2 separate regions of the Macaca mulatta genome follow, and region 2 is linked to region 1. The links are chromatin contacts, called in public Hi-C maps. All regions are on one chromosome and are shown on one strand. The core of a region is the stretch at or near the end of the contact, and the rest is flanking DNA. Distances in the headings are between cores, read along the strand shown.

Region 1 (4,024 bases), core at 826-3,325:
CTGGCCAACATGGTGAAATCCCGTCTCTACTAAAAAAACAAAAATTAGCTAGGCATAGGGGCGTGTGCCCGTAATCCCAGCTACTAGGGAGGGTGAGGCAGGAGAATTGCTTGAACCGGGACCCGGGAGGCGGAGGTTGCAGTGAGCTGAGACAGCCTGGGCTACAGAGGGAGACTCCATCTCAAAAAAAATAAAATAAAATAGGCAATTTCAAAATAAATAATTCTGCTGTTAAAGAGCAGTAGGATTTTTCCATTAAAATGTGAATTTAGTACCACAAGTAATGTTTAAAATTAAAAGCAGCCGGGCAACTGTGGCTCACACTTGTAATCTCAGCACTTTGGGAGGCCAACGCGGGCAGATAACTTGAGATCGGAGTTCGAGACCAGCATGGGCAACATAGTGCAACCCCGTCTCTACTAAAAATACAAAAAATTAGCCAGGCGTGGTGGCGCCTGCCTGTAATGCCAGCTATTCCGGAGTCTGAGGCAGAAGAATCGCTGGAACCAGGGAGGCAAAGGTTGTAGTGAGCCAAGATCGCGCCACTACATGCCAGCCTGGGTGACAGCGTGAGACTGTCTCAAATAAAAAATAAAAAATTAAATTAAATTAAAACCTACATTACACATCGTAAGCCTTGTATAATACTTTCCAAGGCTATAAAAGCTGTAAGAGAACTTGCCTACTCAAATTCATACTTTCAATTAGCTCACATTGACTTCAAGAATCAGCATAAGGAAACAAAAACTCATCGAATTGTAAATGTATATCTCAAAAAGAGAACTCTGGAAAGTGGTAGAATTTGTGCTATTCCTATGTAAACATCAGGATCTTCAATAACATAATTTGACCTATCATGGCATCCGTTATGGCCTGAATAATTGTCACGACCCAAAAGGTCAGCCCAACGTTACTAAGACTCAGTATGCAAAACACTATATATCTGAAAAACTCCACAGTGACTTAGGAAGAATTAACCAAAGCATTTCATTTACTGCAACTTTAAACAAGACAATCCAACAATCCACTCACATTGTTGTTAGTGTTTTGTTTAGAAAATATGTCCCACTTGTCATAGAAACTTCTCCAAATCAAGGAAAACCTTCCCCAAAACCTTAGCATTCTACCGGGATAAGCAAAGCTAACAGGTTTTAGTTACATGCCAGAAAACAAGCCTTCAGGTCGAATGAAAATCTTCTGAGCTGACACCATAACTGTTAACTCGACACAGCAAATTTTGGATCCAAGCACAAAATACTGTAAAATTTCCCAGTGACAGTCTGAAAAAGTACCTACAGCGGTGTTCTTTAAACATGCATCATCTACTACAGAATTTACCATTTGACTGGATGCAAACCTTTAAACTAATTTTGAAAACTTTCTCTTTTTTTAGGCAACCGTACAATATTTCAGGGACCTTTAAAGAAAAACTATTTCTAAATTACATGGCTGAGATACTTCCCTTACAATTTTCATCTCGTTTTTCATAGTCTACTTAAACGAATGGGCATCTAACTCCGAAACTCGTTATTACTCAACTCAGAAAATACGACTTAGTAATGGTGCTTTCTTAACGACACTCAGAAGTTCCCGGCAAGGGATGGGTACGCGGGTTAAGACCCGCATCACGGGCAGGAAGGGCGGTTGGCACCCTGCTGGCGACAAGGGCCGGGTCAGGGCAGAGACTCAAGAGAACAGATTCCCAGTAGCAGGTGCGAGACTCTGGCAAGAGGGCAGTCGCCGCGGGTTTCGGACAGACAGGGGGATGCTGTCTACTGGACTGTGGGACGCACATAAGGGTCGACCAGCCTCACCTCTGGAGTCCGCTCGGGCGGCTTCTTCCTCAACGCCTGCCTAGCGCCAGGATCCACGGGTGAGTTCATGGCCACGGCCTGGGTACTCTGCAGCCTACCCTTAGCAGCCCACGCCACAGTTCATTCACCCTAGGTAGCGGGTGCGGTACCTTTCCCCCGCCCCAAGGAGGGAACTTCGCGCCGTAACAAGGTCCAAACTCAAGCAAACAACCCTTCGCAACGCCCGCCTAGGGCCTCTACCCACGCGCGACTGGCCGGAGACAAGCCCTGGCGGGGGCGGGGGAGAGTAAGTGCGCATGCGCAGCACGCACGCGCACGCTAAGGAACGCCCAAGGGAGTGACTCCACTGTGACGTTAGAATTGGGGCGGTGCGGGTAAGTGGTTTCCTGCTGTCGTCGTGAGATTTAAAGACACCTCGCGAGACCTCACCTAAATCCGTCACGGGATCGGCCTTGGCGTTGAGGTTCCGGCTTCTCCATCCGCTGGAGAGACCGGAAACGCGCTGAGGGCCTAAGCAAAAATAGCAGTTTGGGGCAGAACCGTGGGGAGGCGTTCTGAGTGGAGAGAACTGTTGTGCCCAAATCCGGAAGCCCAGGGCGTGGCCAAGTCCGGGTTTGCGCTCCCCTCTGCAACTTCTACTGCCGACTTTGAATATGCAGAAGTAGAAGCCGCCATTCGGCAAAGAAGGAAGTCCACGCACACCCCATCTCTCTTTAAATAAAACGAAATCTCTTGTGAAAGCTGCCCACAGAGAAGTGCTTGATCTATTCGAAACGGACGTCATGAGACCAGGGCAGAGAAAGCAAACTTTCATGGCCAGGATGGGCAGCCGGTGCCGCGGCCAGCTCACGATTACCTTTGAGTCAAAAAACTGGATTTAGACTGCGTTCATGTAACTAAATGCCCGGGGCAACCCTCCCTCAGGCAACTGGGTTTAGTGTTGGGACTCGAGTGGCAACTTTTGCAATACTTTTTACATTCTAGTCTGCTTCCCAACAGACCGAATAAAACCAATTTTGTTTCACTGGTCCCTTGGTAAGAAAAACAGAACTCTCTTAGGAGCAGCCAGAGAGCTGCTGAGGCTGTTTCAACAATAAGCTCACTGACAATTTCAGAATCCACCGTTCTGGGATACTCCTTACCCTTTCTCGTAAGTTCGTAGGTAACTAACTTTGGCGACACCACCTTTCCACTGAATTTTAAGCTCCTTGATGGCTGTAACCACATCTAGGTACACCTTGGTATTTCTCACAGCAGTTAGCATAGTTCACTAAACAAGGTGATTTATGATTATGACATGCTTTCCAACTAATGACCGATTCACAGTAATTTTAATGACATAATAAGAGTTAAAAGTATATTTGAAAGCAATGAGAGTTCAACACCGTTTCTGGGACCCGCAATGACTTAAGGGCTGTTTTCTGTTGGTCCTGGGGCTTGCCCAAACTGGGAGTTTACAACATACTATTAGCATTTCTCTTTTTCAGGTATAGAGCAAAAACCTTACCAGGGAAGTGTGGCATAGCCATTGTAGAAATAAAGTAATCGTGGAAAAATCACAGGATGTTGCAGACGATCTGTTTTCCTCATCATTTTTGGTACAAATATAACGTCTCAAAGGTCTGCCTAGGATCACAAACAAAAGTTATCCCTTCCGTTCTTCAAGGATCATTTTTCAGAGTCACATCAATATTTTGAAAGAGGGTAAAAGGAACTATAAAGGATGATCACCACGAACTTGAACTTTAGGGGCAAATAGACCTAGAATTTGTGTCTCTAATATTAGACCTCTTCTAGTTAAGTGACTTGAAGTTATTTAACATCTTAATTTTCCTATGTTAAATGGGAATATAGTAAAGGACCTGTTGTTTCAGAATTTCCTTAAGATTACGTGAGAAATTTCACATGAAGCACTTAGTATGTTGCCTGCACAATCTAAGCACTCTTTATTATTTCCATGATTTCGCCTCTGGGAAGTGATTTTTTTTTTTTTGAGACAGAGTTTTGCTCTTGTTGCCCAGGCTGGAGGGCAATGGCGTGACCTCAGCCCACTGCAACGTCCCTTGAACTACTTGGGAGTTCAAGTAGCTGGGATTACAGCTACTTGAGTAGCTCCCGAGTAGCTGGGATTACAGACGCCCGCCACCACACCCGGCTAATTTTTGTATTTTTAGTAGAAACGGTGTTTCACCCATTTTAACCATGTTGGC
Region 2 (4,024 bases), core at 630-3,129, 170 kb after region 1:
CATTGCTCACAATCACACATTTTATTTTTAAAGTGAACAATTCTATAATGTACTGCAGTTATTGGGCTTACAGATAATTCTTACTTCCACTGGCAGAAATATATACTTATCTGCACTGCTACTTGCTCTATCTCGTAAGATTGTTGTGAAACATCAAATAAGATAACTGATGAGAAAGTTCTTTGGTAACTGTAAAATAGTATTACGCAACTATATAGTAGACTTTACATTTTTGAAAAACAGACGTGAAAATGTTTTTTCATATGAGCGACTTGAGACCCTTGTAAACCTAGGTACCCAAAGTCAATCTTTGCCCAGAAATAGAAAGCAGTTGTCTATTCAAATGCCACCTTTGAAATATCCTATCGAAACCTGTTTCCTACTGTCGCTTGAGTTAGTAGATGGCTCAATGTAGTATCATCTAAGCTGCACTTTCATTTTTCAAAGGAAAAACACTAAAGAAATGTTTAGAGAGAGACAGATGAGCATGACACATTTATTTTTCAGGGGAAAAGAGAGATACGTAGAAAAATGTCTTCAATTCCATATGCATTTACTGAATGTTTCCTGATGAGATCTGCATTAGCAAGAGAGAGTGAATAATTTTAAGAATAGCAAAATTTCTTAAACCAGTGTGGCACAATCATTTCAACTTTGCCTGTTCCAAAATTTGACAGATTCTCTCTTTTTTTGTTGTTTCTACTACTGTTGTACAACTGGGCTCTTTGCTATCCTACCAAGTTTGTGTGGTATTTGACATTTAGCCTAGTTATATTTGCAAGTTTCCACACTGCAATATTTACAAAGGCTGTTTGGACATAATCTCCTCAGGTTTAACGACTAAATTTCACCTTGAATTCAGGTTTATATCAAATCTTACAATTCTGAAAAGCTACTCTGCCAGCAACAGGTACTACAACGAAAAATCAACAAAGCCTGTACCACCACAAAATGCTCTGCTAACATTTTCAATTTTTAAGACTCCTTTTCAGTAACAGTTCTAAAGAGGAAGAATCTACGGCCAATTCCAAGGCCAGATTTCATTTAATGTTGTCTTGCTTCAGTAGTAACTCTAAACTCAAGTTTCACATTTCTCCTTCGATAACATTAAGGTCGCTCGGTCCGGTTACCGCACACCTCCAATTTTAGCGTCCAAGAAACCTGAAAGAACGGCACCTTGCCTACTTGCTCCTCCAGCCTTCTCTCAACTCAGAAGCTTGGCCAAACGTGCCGCTCTCTCCACAACGCCAACGGAGCTGGAACGCAGCGCCCGGAGGACAACTGGTCACGGGGAGGAGGGGAGAACTTCGCCGCCCGGAGTACGGCGGCTGAGGTCCAATCCAGCCCGCGCCCAACTCTACTCGGTGCCAGGAAGGCGTGTGGACCCGAAGTCTCAGGCCGCGGTGCTAGATCCGGAGGAGCAGAGTCGCGCGTGGCTGGGGTCAGGTAGTAAACAAACCGACGGGAGAAGGGGGAAGGGGCAACGGCGAGGCGGGTGGGGTAAGAGAAGAGGTAGGACCTCGCTCCAACCCTTCAGCGCGAGCCAGCAGCCGGCTCCACCCCACCGAGGACCAGATGCTGGTCTCGGCGCGGCGCTTCCGCTTGGGTCGGAAAACCGAAGGCCCCAACACCCCTGGAGCCCAGAGTCCACAAGGCCATCGGCTCCGCGACCCCCGCCCCACAGCGCCCTACCTGAACCCGCAATCTGGATCCCGGGCGTCGCGGCCGGGCGCGCCCAGCCCGGTCTTCTTGCTGAAGAGCTTCTGGAACAGCGTAGGGGCCATGCTCCCCACGGCCAGGCAGGGGTCGCTCCGCTGGGCGCTTGGTAGGCCCCTGCTCCTAGAGCCGCCCCGCCACCCCCATGGGCGCCTCAGTCATATGACAGAAATTAGTCACTTCAAACGGCCACGGCGCGCGGGGCGGGGCGCGAGGCAAGGCCGGCGCTCATTGGCTGGAGGTGGGCCGCATCACGTGGCGGCGCGCGGAGCAGGGGCAAGGCGGGGGCGTGGGGTGGAGCTACCTCCATTAGGCGCACTGGCGTTTCCCGTCACGTGGCAGCTCACGGGGCGGGGCGTGTGCCGAGAGGACAAGACTGGAAGGTGGCTAGGGATGTGTAGGGGGAGTAGGCTCAGTCTCGATCCTCCTCTGTGAGGCTGTCGGCTACCATCAGAGGCTGCGCCAGGGTGGCGCGGGGACGATGCCAGGAGCCTTGGAGTGCAGAAGCCTTCGACTCCCCGCACCCACAGAGTTGCGTAGGGAACCATGGGCAACCTATTCTCCCTTGTCAGCCCCTCCTTAGCTTCTGCGGCTTCACACCTCCATTCCGCGCCGGGGAGAGTCTGGCGGCCCCTGGAGCACGGAAGGCGCACGAGCGTACCCGTGGGGCCTCGGCCAAGGCTGGACTTTGAGCCCAGGACCCCAGGCCCGCCCTTAGAAGGCCGCTCCGGCCCGCGAGAGGTCTGGGATCTGGACAGCGCGGGGGCTGGCTCACAGGGACTGGTGGAGGAACCTGCCGGGACCCCTGCCACAGCCATGGCTCCCCGCAAAGACGACCTCGGGCAGGGACTGCGGGCAGAGTTTGTACTAGTGCCTCAAACCCTGACATCAGGAATTAGTCTCGTGGAAGAGCTAGCGATTGGAGGCTCAGGAGTTAGGCTGTTTCCTTGGTAACCAACAAAATCAGGTGAAACCAACGAAGTCAGGAAGCCTAAAGACATGTATGTACAGATATCTAAACTTTTACGCTAATTATTTAGATTTTTAATCTATCTTAATGGTTAGGTGTGAAGAAGGGAGGAACTGTGGAATTTTAACCAAGTTACAGGGAAGAAACGCTTTCTAAAAAAAGAAAAACGTTGCTCACATGTGACCTCACAGTCTTATTTAACCCATGGAACCAAAATATACCAGAGTTTGGAGCAAACTAATCTTATAAATTTTCAGCACCCCCATCCATTCACTCACTCCCCCTCCAGGATAACGAAGCTTGTACAATGGGATGCAATCCTCAGAGAAATTTAGGAAATAACTTGTATATGGTTGGAAGGCTGGATAAAAATACTTTGGGCAGGCGTGGTAGCTCACGTCTGTAATCCCAATACTGCAAGGCAGAGGCAAGCAGATCGCTTGAGCTCAGTAGTTCCAGACCAGCTTGGTCAACAGTAAGACCCCATCTCTACAAAAAAAATTTTTTTAATTAGCCAGGTGTGGCCGGGCGCTGTGGCTCACGCCTGTAATCCCAGCACTTTGGGAGGCCATGGCGAGTGGATCACCTGAGGTCAGGAGTTCCCAACCAGCCTGACCAACATGGTGAAACCCCATCTCCAAAAAATTAGCCAGTATGGTGGCGCATGCCTGCAATCCCAACTACTTGGGAGGCTGGGGCAGGAGAATTGCTTGAACCCAGTAGGTGGAGGTTGCAGTGAGCCAAGATCGTGCCATTGCACTCCAACCTGGGCAATAAGAGTGAAACACTGTCTCAAAAAAAATACCAAACAAAAATTAGACAGGTGTGGTCACGGCGCACACCTGTGGTACCAGCTACTCGGGTGGCTGAGGTAGGAGGGTATCTTGAGTGTGGGAAGTCAACGCTGCAGTGAGTGCCACTTGCACTTCAGCCTGGGCAACAGAGGGGGGCCCTATCTCAAAAAACAAAAAAATATTTTTTGAGAATTCATTTAATTAGGTATACAAATCAAATTTTATTTTCTTTAAGTGGCTACCAACTCCCACTGATTTGCAGCTAGAGTTTATGCTCTAAATAAGGGTCTGAAGATATTTAGAAAAGAAAATGTAATAGGCAGAATTTATATCTCTTTCAGAATTTGTCAGCAACCAAAATACTGAGTTTCAATGTTCCAAGACTTTTTTAAAGCACTATTTATTTATGACTAAGATACTGACATATTCATTCCACAATAATTTACGTTCTAGGCAGTGGGGATCTAAAGTAAAAAAGAGCTAGATTTCTAGGTGAGGAGACAGTATTTAAAGTTATTTCAGATAGTGACTACTGTTGTGAAGT

The links. A called contact is a pair of places that touch in the nucleus more often than the background predicts.
Region 2: a contact with region 1 is called in a Hi-C map of liver, with 3 times the contacts expected there. The contact joins the promoter of FNIP1 here to the promoter of RAPGEF6 in region 1. A contact is called at or near these places in 5 of 14 Hi-C or Micro-C datasets (CD4 T cells, blood, cortical neurons and 2 more).

What each region holds. Positions count from the first base shown.
Region 1 is chr6:140,548,693-140,552,716 of T2T-MMU8v2.0, forward strand. RAPGEF6 (Rap guanine nucleotide exchange factor 6) reads right to left here and starts at 2,076. Exons shown (of 27, transcript XM_078005143.1): 1 at 1,815-2,076. It overlaps LOC144341527 (a long non-coding RNA gene), which reads right to left. Exons shown (of 2, transcript XR_013418510.1): 2 at 3,161-3,440.
Region 2 is chr6:140,715,586-140,719,609 of T2T-MMU8v2.0, forward strand. It overlaps FNIP1 (folliculin interacting protein 1), which reads right to left and starts at 1,880. Exons shown (of 17, transcript XM_015140715.3): 1 at 1,693-1,880. The coding sequence starts at 1,784. It overlaps LOC114678901 (a long non-coding RNA gene), which reads left to right and starts at 1,306. Exons shown (of 2, transcript XR_013418508.1): 1 at 1,306-1,446.